3 separate regions of the Mus musculus genome follow, and regions 2 and 3 are each linked to region 1. Evidence: chromatin contacts called from public promoter capture Hi-C data. All regions are on one chromosome and are shown on one strand. Each heading gives the region's core, a stretch centred on a gene start, on an enhancer-like site or on the middle of the called end of the contact. The rest is flanking DNA. Distances are from core to core; before and after follow the strand shown. Region 1 holds the start of Coq2 (coenzyme Q2 4-hydroxybenzoate polyprenyltransferase). Region 2 overlaps Lin54 (lin-54 homolog (C. elegans)). Region 3 holds the start of Gpat3 (glycerol-3-phosphate acyltransferase 3).

Region 1 (5,165 bases), core at 1,438-3,937:
CACTGCCAACCTGGTGGAAAGAGCGCCACCTGCCAAAACTTCCTGAAATGACACCGGTTGACTGACCAGTGATGTAGCCCAGTGGTAGGTAAGTCCCTTGACTAGCCTATGGGAGACCCTTTGAGTTCCACTCCTAGTACTGAGAAACAACAAAAAAGCTTTGCTACTGCCTTCTAAAACACAACGACTAATACTGCTCTATGAAAGTAAGTAGATATAACATCAATACAGTAAAACAATAACTGTATCACTGTCTTACAAGACATATACATATTAAACCAGGAACTCTACTGTCAATTTCTGCTCCTGACACAAGGCAGGGGTCCAAAACTATTCACAGAATGAATTTTACCTTGTAACTGTCTTATTTAGAATCAAAACATACAGGCCAGTATCTTAAGGCACTCAGCACAAATAACTACAAAGGTACGTTTCTCTAATCTCCAGTTCTGTGACTAATGCCTCAGGAGCCCTTATGTGAAGGCACTATGGTCAAAGTATTTACCATGTGTAGATTAAAGTCAACATTAGCACTTTCCTTTTATAGAGAAAGAAACGACGGTGCAGAGACAGAAAGTAATTTAACCACAGTCCCTCCACTGGATTGAGCTGAAGGTTCAAAACCACAAGGTCTGGCTCAAAAATGTGGCTCAGAATCACTTTATAGAGTCCTGTTACATGGCAGGATGTACAGCCACTAGATTAATGATGCTTAATTGTGAAAACAGAAACAATGGCAGCTGTTGATCTGTCCTGCGTGTCTGCAAGTCTCTCTTGTAGCTTTGTCACCCAGAATCTAAGAACAGAATTATAAAATGCTTGTGTAAACCCTGAATTATACAACACCCTAATAATGGCAGGCCTGCCTTCTATTTAATAGGTGTCTATAATCTCTTGTTGCAGTGATTCGGTGCTTAAAACCCACACAGGGAGCATTCACATCTAGAATATCAACAGTGACACCTGGCTACTGCCACCCCACCCACTTTGTCACCTGGACGCTGAGGCAAGCTCTGGAGTTTGTGGCCAACCTGCAGTACAAAGCAAGCCCTTGTCTTATGCAAAATAAAACAGGTCCAGCCAGGCATGGAGGAGAGTGCCTGCAGTCCTAGCAACTGGGAAATGGAGGCAGGAGGTCAAGGTTAGCCAAAGACACATATGGGACCCTGTCCAAAAACAAACACCAAACCCAAACGGGGCCACGTTGGGGGTCCTGGATAGGTAAAGGCAGAACAAATAAGTTTGGCATTTGGATGTTCTTCCATACGCTGAAACTGTACATACTGACATCTAGATTAGCTGGAATTCAGTTGTATCCCTCTTCCTACATCTTTCCAGGGTTGCAGGTCAGGCTCCTAGTCTTAATGTTTCAGCACTAAGTCTGTTTGTTTGGCTTTTATTTCAGAATATAAAGCCCAGACTGACTTGCAACTTGAATCAGCCCTCCTGCCGTTGGATGTTAGACTATAGATGTGAGCCACCATATTTAGCTACCCTTGGATTTTGAAAATATTTCTCCAAGACCTCTCTACTCTATAATATAGCATTTCCTTTGGAGTACTATTTTTTTCAGTTGTTCGAACTCTGGAGACAGTAAGTTATTTTTCTTTTCCTGTGCATGACCTATACCTCTGATACTTTTCCATACTTTCCTAGGTTATCAACTGTCTTTTCCAGCCAGAAACAAATTCTTTCAAAGCTGGTAGTTTTCCTAGCTCATTCTGTCACTAAGGCCAGGTGACTTCATCTACAACTCCGGGCATCGTTTTACCAACTAGACAGAAACCTTGCGTGCAGACGGAGCTTATATTGTGTCACAGGTGTCAATAGTCCGTGAGCACTTTGATGAAAAAGACTGAGAAAAAGAAGGTCATAGAGAGGCTTGTGTGAGTTTACGTTGGCGGGCAATTCTAAAGCACGATAACCCGGCTGTGTTCAGATGCTCTCAATCTTTGTAACCGGTGATGAGGGGGAAAAAAAGCCCAGTAGTAACACTTTTGGGGTCCTTCTGGTCTGGCTCTGACGAGGAGCCTTGATTTCAATAGTCTTACTTACATGCCCCTTGGGCCTTACATAATTGGAGGCAAAAATCGAAAACTAATGAATGCAGAAATGCTTCAAAACTGCAAATCAACAATCAAAAGCTTCGTGAAAGCAAAGGAGCACCTGCTCACATCTGAATGGGGTAGGAGTGGTCTGGAGTTTGTGGAATGGTCTGGGAATATGTGATTATCAACGTCCGCCTCCGGGACTCCCGGCTCAGAGCGAGGGAAAATCTGCGTGTCCCTGGCTAAGGTCCTGACCGAGTCCCGAGGGGACTGGCCCAATGGGTGCATCGCAGCGGAGTCGCGGTCACTGCGGCCCTGCTCCTCAGGCAGGCAGGCTGTCGAGCGCAGCGCAGCCCAGCCCGCCCCACTCACCTATGGGCTTGTCCAGGCGCATGAGGCGCAGGTAGGGCTGCAGCGGGCGGGGCGCCGAGTTCACCACGGCCGCGGCCGACAGGCTGAGAGCTCGGCCCCGCTGCGTCCCGGGGGCCGGGGCTCGCCGATCCCGCGCGCCCGGAACCCCTGCGCTGCGCACCAGGGCCAATGGGAGCCCGCGCGGACCTCGCAGCCATGCGGACCGAACGGCCCGCAGGCCCCGCGCGAGCCCCGCGCCTCCCCAGCGCAGCATGGCGCCAGGCTGGACGCCGGTCGGTGGCGTCATCCAGGGCGACGGGCCGCGGGCAGGCATGCGCAGTGGTGGCGCGCGCGCTCCTGGAACTGGATTTACAGACCGGGCTGAGCCGTATGGTGCTAGAAATCAAACCTGGGTCCTCTGTAAGGAGAGCAGCAGGTGCTGTTCACCGCTGAGCCATCTCTCCATCTCCAGGCTTCTTAATGAACTCAAAAGGAGAGTGTTTGTTTATTTGTATGGAATAGTTCTACCATAAAAAGAAAAACTTAAGTCCAAAAATGTTAACTACATGGAATGTTCACCTTCTAACACTAAAAGGGAAACAAAAAGCCAAATCAAATTATGTAAATTTTTATATATGTATATTCATATATACATATACTCATATATATACATATATATGAATTTAAGTATATCTATCTATATCTATATACTTAAGGGAAATTCTTTACTCGAGGTGAACCTAAGTTTGACAGCTAAAAAGGATGCAGTTTCACTCAAGAACAACTTCATAACCAGGTGGTGGTGGCGCACTCCTTTAATCCCAGCACTCGGGAGGCAGAGGCAGTCAGATCTTTACGTTTTCGGCCAGCTTACTAAAGAGTGAGTTCCAGGACAGCCAGAGCTACACAGAGAAACCCTGTCTTGAAAAATAAAACAAAGAAAAACAAAACAATAACCAACTTTATGCGACCCTTGTTAATATAGTTGGCCGTTGCATGTTTGCAGGTACCTGGTATGTGTTATTCCACGGTAACCCCTCACTGACTGGCTCTGGACAAGTCGCTTATCTGGATTTTAGTGTTTTGAGATGGTGGTGTATCCTTTTCGGTGCCCTTCCTTAAAGCCTATGAAGTGAGTTCTGTGATCCTGGCCTGGCGCTTGAGGAAGGTGCAGCAGGGGGCGCGCTGGCCTTTGCAGTCTGGGAAGCGCTGCTGGTCCTTTGATCTTTTAGCTCCATCTGCTGCTTGCCAGTTGAGCTCCTCTACAGGTTTGCGGCCTTTGAGGCTCCTTTCTTTTCCCAAAAGTTGCCTCCACGCTGTTTATTTTCAAGCACCCTTTCAGGTAGCATAGGTGCCGCCATGCCAAACACGAGGCTCTTTCACACTTGCACACTATTTCCATTTGCCTGGAGTTCCCAACACAATATTTAAAATGCAAAAATCATTGCGAATGCTTTCTATTTTAGAGGGAAAGGATGATAAAGCTGTTTTTTAAAATTGCTTTTTTTTTATTTGAAAAAAATGTATTTTAAAGTCCACTAACTTTTTCACTCTCAAACCCATTTCAACTTGTCCTGCAGTGGTAGTAGGACATTATAAAAGTAAAGACTAGACTGAGTCCAAAGAATAGTTATTAGCATGAAGCAGGAGCGACCATGGCTCTCTGCCCTGTTCTGTTAACTCCATAGAGGGTCAATAGCAACCTTTTGCTTTTGTGACATGATGTCTGTGGCCTTCCGTGGGAGACACACACACACACACACACACACACACACACACTAAATAACTAAATACATGGAATAAATGTTTGAGGTTTTGGGTTTTTTTGGTTTTTTGTTTGTTTGTTTGTTTTGTTTTATTTATTTATTTATTTATTTATTTATTTTTATTAGGTATTTTCCTCGTTTACATTTTCAATGCTATCCCAAAAGTCCCCCATACCCACCCCCCCAATCCCCTACCCACCCACTCCCCCTTTTTGGCCCTGGCGTTCCCCTGTACTGGGGCATATAAAGTTTGCAAGTCCAATGGGCCTCTCTTTCCAGTGATGGCCAACTAGGCCATCTTTTGATACATATGCAGCTAGAGTCAAGAGCTCCGGGGTACTGGTTAGTTCATAATGTTGTTCCACCTATAGGGTTGCAGTTCCCTTTAGCTCCTTGGGTAATTTCTCTAGCTCCTCCATTGGGGGCCGTGTGATCCATCCAATAGCTGACTGTGAGCATCCACGTCTGTGTTTGCTAGGCCCCGGCATAGTCTCACAAGAGAGAGCTATATCTGGGTCCTTTCAGCAAAATCTTGCTAGTGTATGCAATGGTGTCAGCGTTTGGAAGCTGATTATGGGATGGATCCCTGCATATGGCAATCACTAGATGGTCCATCCTTTCGTCGCAGCTCCAAATTTTGTCTCTGTAACTCCTTCCATGAGTGTTTTTTTGTTTTTTAAAGAAGGTAAAAATGGTTTCAAACTCATATGCCCTGGGAAGTTCTATTCCTGGACTTGGAAAGTATTCTTTTTGTGGAGAGGCTGTGAACCACAAGGGTGAAATAAATAATGAAAATCATTGGAGCAATAAGATAAGGTGCAGATTAAAAGCTAACAGGCATGTGAGCTTAAAAGGTCTCACTAACAAGGCAGACAAGAAAGATTAGGGAAACTTCAATGTTATTGCATTTAACATTCAGTAATGTAACTGAGCACTGGTCTTCATGCGGCCGTGCCTTTCTCATACACCTATCGGCTATTAGAAGTATCTTACCAGCAAT
Region 2 (5,165 bases), core at 1,947-4,446, 190 kb before region 1:
GGAGCACGACTGGCTGCCATCTGGTTTCTTTTCAAAGACAACTCTTCCAAACAGGAAATGTACTGTGGTTTCCCTCTAACAAAATCACTGCATGTCTAAGTGCTGTAAGGCCTAGAGAGGCTTTTGGGGCCAAAGACTGAAAAAATTTCATGCATGCCCTGATGATTTTTTTTTTTTTTCCATTTTTTATTAGGTATTTAGCTCATTTACATTTCCAATGCTATACCAAAAGTCCCCCTTACCCACCCACCCCCACTGATGATCTTTTATTATACTGTTCGTATTATTAAGTTCTATTCTGAAGGGCCCGTGATGTTTTTTGAGACGTATATAACACTATATTTTGGTTTTTTTTTAAATGATCAAGAAGCCATGTTAAGCTAAGGTAAAAACTTGAGAGAGCAAACTAGCCACGGTCCCACAGCCTATGGCTACCACGGAGGTGACTGAAACCCAGCAGTCCAACTCACAGTGCACTTTGCGCCGTTACAGTCAGTGTCTTCCTCACATTCCAAACATGAACAGTGGGGATGGACAGGAAGTTTCAAACAAGAGACAAACCCTGTGAGCACTGTGGCTCCACGGGATTCTCAGAACAGCAAGGTTTACCTACTCTGTGGTCATTAATCAACCAAGAAAAAAGAAAAAAGGATGGACTGCTATGATAGCTTTGCAGTAAGTTGGGCATCTTTATGCCAGCAAAATAATACTCTGTAGCCAAACTACCAGTATGTATAAAATGCATAAAAGGCTATAAATATACGATATGAAAGTAAACCAAAACTTAGTTTGCTATAAGTTCTCTGGTGAAATTTTTTCATGAGCATTAGACATATCAAGTTTAACAACAAAACAAATCCACACAATTACTTAAAACATTGAAAAGAATTCATTAAAAGTTAGGCAATTAACAACCCTATAAATACAACTTTGCATCAGTTTAACTTTTTAACATGCACTTTAAGTAATATGCCCTTTTTTTGTTTTTACCTGTACTGTTTTTAACTGTTGGGTCTGTAACACAGAGGGCTGAGTTGTAGTATTAATCAGTTGGCTTCCTGGGGTCAGTGCTGAGACACCAATGACAGGTTTCACCTCTGGCCTCCCTCCAATGGTAACTACTTTAATTTGCTGCGGTGGTAACTTAGCATCTCCTGGCTGGGCCTGAGCTGTAACTTTCTGAGCCTGGGGTAGTTGGCTATGGGGTAGTGCTAAAACAATTGGTGAACCAGACTTGCCCAAAGTTGTTAATATTAACTTCTGTCCATCTGGTTTAAGGGTCTGATTGCCAAGTTTAAGATCAGATGTCTGTGATACTTTGTTTAAAATAATCTGATTGGCTGATATAGTCACAGGAGTCTGAGCACCAAGTTTTTGAAGGCCACTTGGAAATGCTGGTTTCACTGTGGTATTAGAATCTGCTTTAGAAACTGTGGTATTCACTGCAACTTGGTTAGTGTGGTTACTGTACACTGTGATTGGTTCCGTGGAAATGGGCGTGGCTGTAGAGTCACCGGTAGAATTTATGTTGACAATTTCTTCCAGCTCTGTCTCCATGGGAATTGGGGATGACACAATTACAGCCTCAATACTATCCTCATCCACTAACGTTATAGCAGTGTCCATTATGTCGTCTGGAAGCAAACTATTCACCTCGGCCGGCACCACCTCCATGATCGCACCGCTTCTAGAGAGATGCCCAGGTGCTGCAAGAAAAGCGGAAAAACCCGTTACCAGGCTTTAAAGCAGATTTTAAAAATACACTCAAGAAAAATGTAAATAACAAAATGTATCAATGACCTATCTACAAATGGCATTACCCTACTTATAAACATCCACTAAACAGTAAAGGGGTTTCTAGATGAATCCACTTCACGGAGATCAAATGGACTATGTGGCCCAAGTCTAATCAAGTAGCTTCTTATAGAGGAATTTTTCTTTGGAAAGATTTTCAAATCCTCTGCCATTTAAAGTATCAAAGAAGAAACTATTCAAGATTATATAAGTCTAGAGAGATGGCTCAGCAATTAAGAGCAATTGTTGTTCTTGCAGAGGACCAGGGTTCAGTTTCTAGCACTCTCATGGTGGCTCAGAACATTTTGGAACTCCATCCAGTTCCTGGTGACTCAATGCCCTCTTCTGACTGCTACAAACACCAAGCATGCACACAGTGTACATACATACATGCATGCAAAACACACATAAAATAAAAAATAAATAATGTACAACCAGCCCCCATCAAGGAAAAAAATAAGTTTAGCTTATGAACAAATCAGCCTAAATACTTTTCCCTAAAAATCCTTTCGAACTTCCAACAAAGGAGTGGTGTCCAGTATCAGCATGTAATAAAGACAGTATGGCATGAACCAGGAAACTACTGTTTGCTCAGAGAACTTCGAAAATCGCTTAGATCCTAATCAGCAACTCTTACTTCTCTTCTTTTGGAGACATAGTATCCTCTCACCTCCTAGCACAGCCTGTCTTTTTTTTTGGTTTTTTTTTTTTTTTTTTTTTTTTTTGACAGGGTTTCTCTGTGTAGCCCTGGCTGTCCTGGAACTCACGCTGTAGAATTAAGGAATTAAGATTCAGAAGCCAGGCCTTTAATCTCAGGAAGGGAGCTAGTAATGAATGCAACAGCAAAGATCAGTCTCAAAACACATGTGAGGAAGGGCCCACGCTGCAATTCTCGGATGCCACGGGTAAATACCACAGAAGGGCCTGACCTACAGTAGTTCAACTGTGATTTTTTCTTCTTCTTTACAATGTGCAAAATGGGGCACAGACGCATAGGCATGAACTTTGGTCTTAAGGTCAAGACACAGATGGAGCTAGTGGCTCCACACTAATAAACACACCTTGGCATTTCTTCCAATCCTAAGAACTCCTCTTGTAGCCCAACCAACTCCTGCGGTTTTCACTAACACACAGCTCCATACCCTCCCTCACTGCCACCCTGTGGAAATCCCCACACTCCAAGTTTTGAGGGATCCTTCACTCAGCAGCCACTCGCACTGCCTTTCAGCAAAGGGCATGGGCTTGAGTGTGTACAATAACTAGCATCATCTAGTCGGTTCCACTTGTCAGCTGAGCCACTAAATATGATCTATCAGGTAAAACTCTCTTGCCCAAGTTGTCTACCTCACAGAGGAGTACTCATTGCCCAGAAAATCTTTCACAGCCTGTAACCTAGCCCACAAGAACCCTACCCTTCCTTCCCCTTTTCAGAAGCCAAAGCCCAAATTCAGGTGGGAGGTTTGGTTTTTTAAATAGGCTGTTTGCAAGCAAGGAAACACAGTACCAGTTACTGCTTCATCCTCCAAACACAAGAGTCCTGAGTCTGAGACAAAGCTTTTTGTCTGTCTGACACACACACACACACACACACAGACAGAGCTGCCACCGCCTCCCTTTGTAGCTCATACAGAAATGCAAAGACCCCAGAGTAGGCTCCCAACAGCATATCTACCCATCAACATTTCATACTCCAAGTGTATGCCTCTGATGCTGCTCAGTCTACCCCTAAGTACTGTTTTTATGCTATTATAAATGATGTTCCCTACTTCCCAAGTGTCTATCATTAACACTGAGATAGGATTGAGTTTTGATTACTGTCCATGTACCCTGCATCCTAAGCCCACTTATTCACTGTAGTAGCTTGCAATGTAGATTACTGAAAACGTTCATCAATACTTGTCTGCAAGTAATAATTGCAATTCTTCCTTTCTTTTTTTTTTTTTTTTTTTTTTGTTTTTGTTTTTGGTTTTTGGTTTTTCGAGACAGTGTTTCTCTGTATAGCCCCGGATGTCCTGGAACTCACTTTGTAGACCAGGCTGGCCTCAAACTCAGAAATCCACCTGCCTCTGCCTCCCGAGTGCTGGGATTAAAGGCGTGCGCCACCACGCCCAGCTCCAATCTTCCTTTCTAATCTGCACACCTTGTATTTCCTTTGCCTTTCTATATTTACTTGTGATGTCACACAAAATGATGACTTAACAGAATGAAAACAGACATCTTTGCCTGCTTCCTGGTATCATCTGTTTCTCTGCAGGTTTCTCAGGCTTCCTTTAACAAGCTGAAAGGGTTAGCTTTCACTGTTTTCACTCTTTCAAATGATCATCTGAACACACATACAGATATGTAAATGAATACAGATGTATGGATTCATTTGTGGGGTGCTGGACAAGTACAGTGGTATAAGTGTAGAGTCGAACGGAGAGCAAAGGGCGAGTGTTGGCTCCTTCCAACATGTCAATCACTAGGACTGAATGTAGGCCAAATGCACCATTATCAGCAAAACCATCTTGCCTATTCTGAAAAGAAAACAAACAAAATAAATTAAAAAAAAAAAACTTGACATAAAGAAATGGCTCAGCAGTTAAAAAGCATTGGACCATATGAGCTGTCTCCAGTCCCAGGAGATCTGATGCCTTCTTCTGGACTCTGAAGGCACTGTACATATGTGGTATACAGGCATACACACAGGCAAGACATTAATACATATGAAGTAAAAATGAATACAACCATAAAAAAATTAAATGAACTCAAGAATGGAGGTTCATGTGCATAACCTACAGATTTAGGAGGTGGAGGCAGGATTGTCAGTTCAAGGCTAACCTGGGTAGTGGTTTAAATTAGTGGCCCCCACAGACTCACATATGAACACTGCATCTCCAGCTGTTGGGCTGCTCAGGAGATTATAGAAACTTTTACAGGTGAAGCCTTACAGGAGGAAGCACGTCCCTAAGAAGGATGCTGAGGCTTCCTCAAGCAGCCACATCCTCCTTCCTGCCCTCTGTGTTCCCTGTAAATGGAGGGAATGTGTACAACCAGCTCCCCTGTTCCTGTGCCATGTCTTCCCTGCCACAGTGGAGTCTTGCTCTGGAACCATAAACCGAAGGTTCTTTAGGTCGCTTTTGGTCATGGTATTTTATCACAGCAACAGAAGGGCGATTAATACCTATATACATATCAAGACCCACTCTCAAAAGAGGGGCAAGGATGGAAACATAACTTATTGGTAGAACGCTGGCCTAGTTTATATGAGGCCCAATGTTCAATTTCTAGCAACACACACACACATTTAATTCTGTCATTTGCTTTTTCTATAACTACCAAAAAATTAGATGGTTTTCTACTTTAGTCTGCAAGTTAAACTAATTTTTATT
Region 3 (5,165 bases), core at 1,341-3,840, 170 kb after region 1:
CGAACAAACAAACCCAAAAGTGGGGAAAAAAAAAAAACGGGCAGTGGTGGCGCACACCTGTAATCCCAGCACTTGGGAGGCAGAGGCAGGTGGATTTCTGAGTTCAAGACCAGCCTGGTCTACAGAGTGAGTTCCAGGACAGCTGGACTGTGCAGAGAAACCCTGTCTCAAAAACAACAACAACAAAAACAAAAAACAAAAAAAATGGAGCTCTTATCCTTCAGTTGAACATCTGACCCAAAGTACTGCACGTGTAGGAAGAGCCTCTCTGGAACTCTATCTATCTGTATTAAAGTCAGACTGCAGAACTGAATCCACAACTGTCGTCCACCCCACCCTGAGGTCTCACAGTCTGTCCCAGAATAAAAGACTTAAGTAACAGAACCACACCAGACAGATTCCTATCTGTTCCTTGAGTTCATTCAAATACTAGAAAGATGCCCAGTATGTGAACAGGGACAGAGACTAGAGTCACAGAAACCACAGAACTCTTGGAACATCAGCAGCTGGAAGAGGAAGGATTCTCCCTAGAGCTCTTGCGGGCAGCCTGACTATGTATTACAGCATCTTAGTTTCAGACTTCTGGCTTCCATAAAGGTGGAAGCTCCAAGTGTGATCTGTTAAGGCAGGGGAGTCCTCACTGCAGGAAGGGGTTTCTGAGGAGGTAAAGTGCTGAACCTCTGCTTTTCTAAGGTTGCCAAGGTGAGCCTGTGTCTTTTAGGAGGCTTTGTGACATTGCTGGGGTGTGTGGGGGTGGGTAAGACATTCCTAAACAAAGCCCCAAACCAAAGCGTTCACACCTTTGATTATGAACAACAAGCCTTCCTGGGCACTGGGGTGTTTGTGTGCTGAGCAGAAACAGGGGGCCTCCTGTTTGTTTCCTCTGCAGGGTGAACAAGGGAGCAGCCCTTAGTCACTTCAGCTGGAGGGAATAATAGAGGTTAAATATTTTATTGGAACATTAACTGAGCTAATAAACCCTAGCTTGTGGCCTAACTATATAAACCACACATGCGCTCAGAGATATGTTGGCCAGCTTCCAGTTTCCTTCTGCACATACATAGAGGTTTATTTGATTTTTAGATGGTGTCTAAGAAAGCCCATGCTGGACTTGAACTCCTGATCCTCTTGTTTCTATTTCTTAAGCGCTGGGGTTACAGGTTTTCCACATAATGCCTGGTAGATGCTTTTCAAAAAATAATTTTTGTTACGTTTTATTTATTTTGTGTGTGTGGGGAGGCATGCCACCGAGCACAGGTGGGCAGGAGATAAATTGGTTCTCCCCTTATACGGGGGGGGGGGGGGGGGGTAGTGGTGGTGTCCAAAGATTGACGGGTCATCCTAGCTGACTGGCATCAGGCAACTTTGTTGATGAGCCACCTCAATGACCCCAGAAGCTGTTTTGAGAGTAAGCTCCGTTTCCTTCATAACTTCATTGTCCTCCCCTTCCCCCTTCTTAGTGGGAAAAGTGTCTTACACCTACCTGGCAGGAGGCTCAGAGAACAAACTTGTACAGTCTTTAAGGCCGGCTTCCTTCTTCCTCCACCCCTTCTGGAGGTGAGGGCAGCTTTCTCTGCAATATTTGCTGTAAATACTTTCAGTTCATTTTGCTAGCTCTCTCACTTTTTCCAGCTCCCAAACTGACTCCCGACTGTCAACAGTAAGAGTTTGGTCCTTCTAAGAATTGAGGGCCGACTCGGTGATGGTTTGGATCCTAGTCAGTCGCTTTGCAAACTGCTGCTCTCAATATCTTTTCTCACGCTTATTGTTAAAACTGGTTGTCCTGCAGTGGAATACGCGTGCAGGATTTTCCCTTCTTCGTTCTAGTAAGGCCGTTCATCACAGCGGCGTGGGACGTGGACCCCTGAGAAACTCTTAGCCAGTTAGGTGAAGGTTAGTATTTGCGCAGCGTTTTCTGCAGTCGGTGTAGGCGGATGCTAGGGAAGCTTAGACTGGAATCTCCTCCAGGGAGGGGAGTGACAAACAGCCTCTAGGGTGTCCTGTCCTCCCCTCCCCCTCGCCCGCTCACCGGTCCGCCTGCCCTTTTAAAGCAAGGTCTATAAAGGATCTACCTATTTAGTCTTAAGCTGACTGTTGGAACTCAAAACAGCCCAGACCCATCTCCTCGGAATTCTCCAGTCGCAGATTCCCGAGCGTAAGTGCTGGAATTCCAGTCTTCTGCGACACAACCGCTTGGAATTTCTGGGTCTATTTTGTGGCTAGAGAGGTGGTGGCAGAGTGGCTAAGGCGACTTGTGGAGAGAGAGAAAGCGGGCGAGCTTTCTTTCCCTGACTGCAGCTAGGAAGGAGGTAAGAGAGAGCCACGAGCCACGGTGCGCGACTGCCTCACCCTTGTTCAGTAGTTTCCTCCTCCCGAAAGCCCTTCCCAGGAGGTCGTGTTGCAGGCTCACAAACAAGATCTTCCGCAGCGATCGGGGACGTCAGCGGTCCGTTCTGTGGGTGAAGATGGAAAGTCTGCTACCGAAAGAACCTTTGCTGGGAGTGCGGGGGGGCGGGGCGGAGGGCGGCGGCTCTCTAGGCAGCAGCGCCCGGGAGACGCGGTCATGCCCCGGAGCTCCCTGTTGGGTGGCGATGGGGGTGGGGCAAGGGTAGAGTGTAGAAAAAGGGAGCCCGGCGCCCGAAAGCCACTGGCTACCCGCATAGCCCGCAGCCCACGCCGAGGTGCAGGGAACCTGCGGGGATCCTCGCTGCCGGAGGGCCTCGGTGAGTCACCGCGGGGTTGTCGCAATCGTTACCCGGAGGAAATCAGGCCCGGGGTGGGGCGCGTTCCTGGCTGCCTCCATGCACTCTGACTGCACTAGGGTGTCCCGTAGGTCACCCAGCTGGGTCTTCTCGCCAGAGACACTCAGGTCTGAGCCGGCTGCCGTGGCTACAGCTTGGCCTGGGCCTCCAGTAGAGAGTGAGCTTGCGGGGCCAACCGGGACCCAAGGGGAGGAAGCAAGGAGATCGCAGTAGTTCTGAGAGTTCTCGCCTTCCCTTTCCTCTTCGCTCCGCAGAGCTGAAGGGAACGAGGCGGGCGGCAAAGACTCCTCAGAGCCCGGCTCCGGGCTGGACGCTGTGTTTTCCGAACTGCGGCTGGACTGCCTGGGACTCTGACACCTACCGCTCTCGGCTTTCCTGGGGACCTCTTCCTGAGGGCGTGCTGAGACATGGAGGGCGCAGACCTGGCGGTGAAGCTCCTGTCCACCTGGCTGACGCTGGTGGGCGGCCTCATCCTTTTACCCTCGGCCTTCGGATTATCCCTGGGTATCTCGGAGATCTACATGAAGATCCTGGTGAAAACCTTGGAGGTGAGTGCAGGAAAGGATGTGGAGCTCCCGCTGCTCTGAGGACTTCGGATCTTGGAGTGGCAGGGGTTGAGCTTTGAACTGTGAAAGCAATTTGGGCAAGGGGGTCAGTCAGTGGTGGGAGGTCGGGGTGGAGATGGAACGGGGACCCGAGAGAATATTTCAGTTTCTGGTCTGCTGTAGTGAGAAAGACAGCCTGATACCAGTCAAGAACAGTAGCCCACCTCACAAGAATCCCTCTATCTGTATTTCTTCTTCACTACTATTTTTTTTTTTTTTTTTTTTTTTTTCTTACTAGATTAACCCCAGGACAGCCGTTTGCTGTATCAGCAGGTTTATTACCCACTATGCCTCTCGGGCTGTCACTTCACTCTTGAGTTTTTACAGCCCCAGGTTTCAGAGGTCCTTTTGTGACTACAGAGGCATCCTGTTCCACTTGGTGCCCAATATAAGACACCAAATGGCTGGGTGGCAGAGAAGAATCTGATTTTTTTTTTTTTTTTTTTTTTTTTTTTTTTTTTTTTTGGTTTTTCTGGACAGGGTTTCTCTGTGTAGCCCTGGTTGTCCTGGAACTCACTCTGTAGACCAGGCTGGTCTCGAACTCAGAAATCTGCCTGCCTCTCTGCCTCCCGAGCCTCCCGAGTGCCCGGCTGAAGAATCAGATTTTATTTTAATGTAGTCACGGGGATTTTTATCTAATCAGGTGCACTGGAATACTATCCCAAAGGTTTCTGGTCCTGGGTTTGTTTGCAGATTTCAAGGACAAAGGTGTTAGATCCAACTGAGTGGAGGGACAGGAGGGACGACATCAGCATAAGCTTATACACTCTTTTTTAGTAAAATTTAGAAGGCCACTCCAGGCCGGGAGGCAAGTGATGTGAGAATCGGAGTTCAGACGTTTGCTTGAGTTAAGTGTGACAACAGTGAATGCAGAGGCTCTGTAGGCTGTACAGCTTTGCATTGGTTTGGTACCCAAATCTCATCCCTGTTTCTCTGTATCTGATCTAGCAAGGTCATCTGATCCCTGTACCTTATAGTATTCGCCCTCAAAAGAGGGGAAACAATGCCTATTTGCATATAGATTTTGTTTTGGTTTTGAGACAGGATCTCACTCTTGGTGCCCTGGCTGGCTTTGAAGTTCTTGACAATCCACCTTCTGTTTTCTGGTGTTACAGAGTGGGACCGTCAGACTTAGCTTTCCACGTAGTTTTTAGGAGTGCGAACACATCAGTGCATTGAGTCCGTAGGAGGGCACTCGTGCATGGTGGGTGCCTTGTGTCTTTATGATTAAATGACGGGGTACGATTGCTTAGATTCTGCTGCCTTCGGTTTCTCCTGATTCTTTATTACCATCTGTAGCTGTGCACTTTTTTGACCTGTACTTTCTGCCCTCCCGTAGGACTTGGCTCTGTCCCTTGCTTTTAGCACTGGAGTGGCTCCTAGATGCACATCTCTACCTCTGCTGCTTGCTAATGCTTTCCCTTAGGCCTTTGCTGGACTTTCTCTTTGCTGGCCACTTTGTGAGTCCTTAAAATGGTTAGATTCTTTTATCTGCCCCACTCTCTCTTCCAAAATGGCATCTCACTTCTTAGCTCACACTTGCTGGCCTTGAACTTGGCTCTTGCTGCTTCAGGTTCCCAAGCACTGAGTGATGTGTGCCACCTTGTTAGCTAGCCTTCAAGGTTTTAACTTTTTTTTTTTCTCTTCTCTCTTCTTATTGCCATTACACAGTGTTGTAGTCACACTATGCTGCGGATTTTAGTTTCCTCCCTACTGGCCGTTCTTCAGAATGCTAACTCCACATACAGCAGTGATCCTCTTCAGCACTGCCTCCTGAAATGACCTAGCTGGTTTCTTG

Evidence for each region. Promoter capture Hi-C pulls out the DNA fragments that hold promoters and counts their contacts. Capture Hi-C pulls out chosen DNA fragments and counts their contacts.
Region 2: a contact with region 1 is called in a promoter capture Hi-C map of hematopoietic stem and progenitor cells, with 2.5 times the contacts expected there. The contact joins the enhancer-like site here to the promoter of Coq2 in region 1. A contact is called at or near these places in 11 of 39 promoter capture datasets (the 3T3-L1 cell line, 3T3-L1-derived adipocytes, the C10 cell line and 6 more), 2 of 484 Hi-C or Micro-C datasets (bone marrow-derived macrophages and nephron progenitors), 6 of 115 datasets of contacts at active chromatin or transcription factors (the SCID.adh cell line, bone marrow-derived macrophages, large pre-B cells and 3 more) and 4 of 9 other capture datasets (adipose tissue, liver, macrophages and 1 more).
Region 3: a promoter capture Hi-C map of adipose tissue shows a contact between it and region 1. The contact joins the promoter of Gpat3 here to the promoter of Coq2 in region 1. A contact is called at or near these places in 4 of 39 promoter capture datasets (the C10 cell line, liver and pre-B cells), 4 of 484 Hi-C or Micro-C datasets (CD8 T cells, bone marrow-derived macrophages, cardiomyocytes and 1 more), 7 of 115 datasets of contacts at active chromatin or transcription factors (the 230-238 cell line, acute myeloid leukemia, large pre-B cells and 3 more) and 2 of 9 other capture datasets (adipose tissue and liver).

Annotation. Positions count from the first base shown.
Region 1 is chr5:100,671,569-100,676,733 of GRCm38.p6, forward strand. It overlaps Coq2 (coenzyme Q2 4-hydroxybenzoate polyprenyltransferase), which reads right to left and starts at 2,688. Exons shown (of 7, transcript NM_027978.2): 1 at 2,421-2,688. The coding sequence starts at 2,673.
Region 2 is chr5:100,484,150-100,489,314 of GRCm38.p6, forward strand. Lin54 (lin-54 homolog (C. elegans)) reads right to left here. Exons shown (of 13, transcript NM_172714.4): 2 at 991-1,706. The coding sequence starts at 1,674. Among named protein-coding and RNA genes, the nearest start is that of Lin54, 14 kb to the right of the region's middle. Within about 2 kb of position 3,197, at least 14 of the 459 cell types and tissues checked have an H3K27ac peak or open chromatin away from gene starts, as enhancers often do. A contact at or near this core is called in the HPC-7 cell line and hematopoietic stem and progenitor cells, where this site is marked.
Region 3 is chr5:100,843,639-100,848,803 of GRCm38.p6, forward strand. It overlaps Gpat3 (glycerol-3-phosphate acyltransferase 3), which reads left to right and starts at 2,591. Exons shown (of 13, transcript NM_172715.3): 1 at 2,591-2,723; 2 at 3,017-3,310. The coding sequence starts at 3,170. Gm46917 (a long non-coding RNA gene) reads left to right here and starts at 3,921. Exons shown (of 2, transcript XR_001784903.1): 1 at 3,921-4,571; 2 at 5,039-5,165. It also overlaps a transcript of Abraxas1 not described here.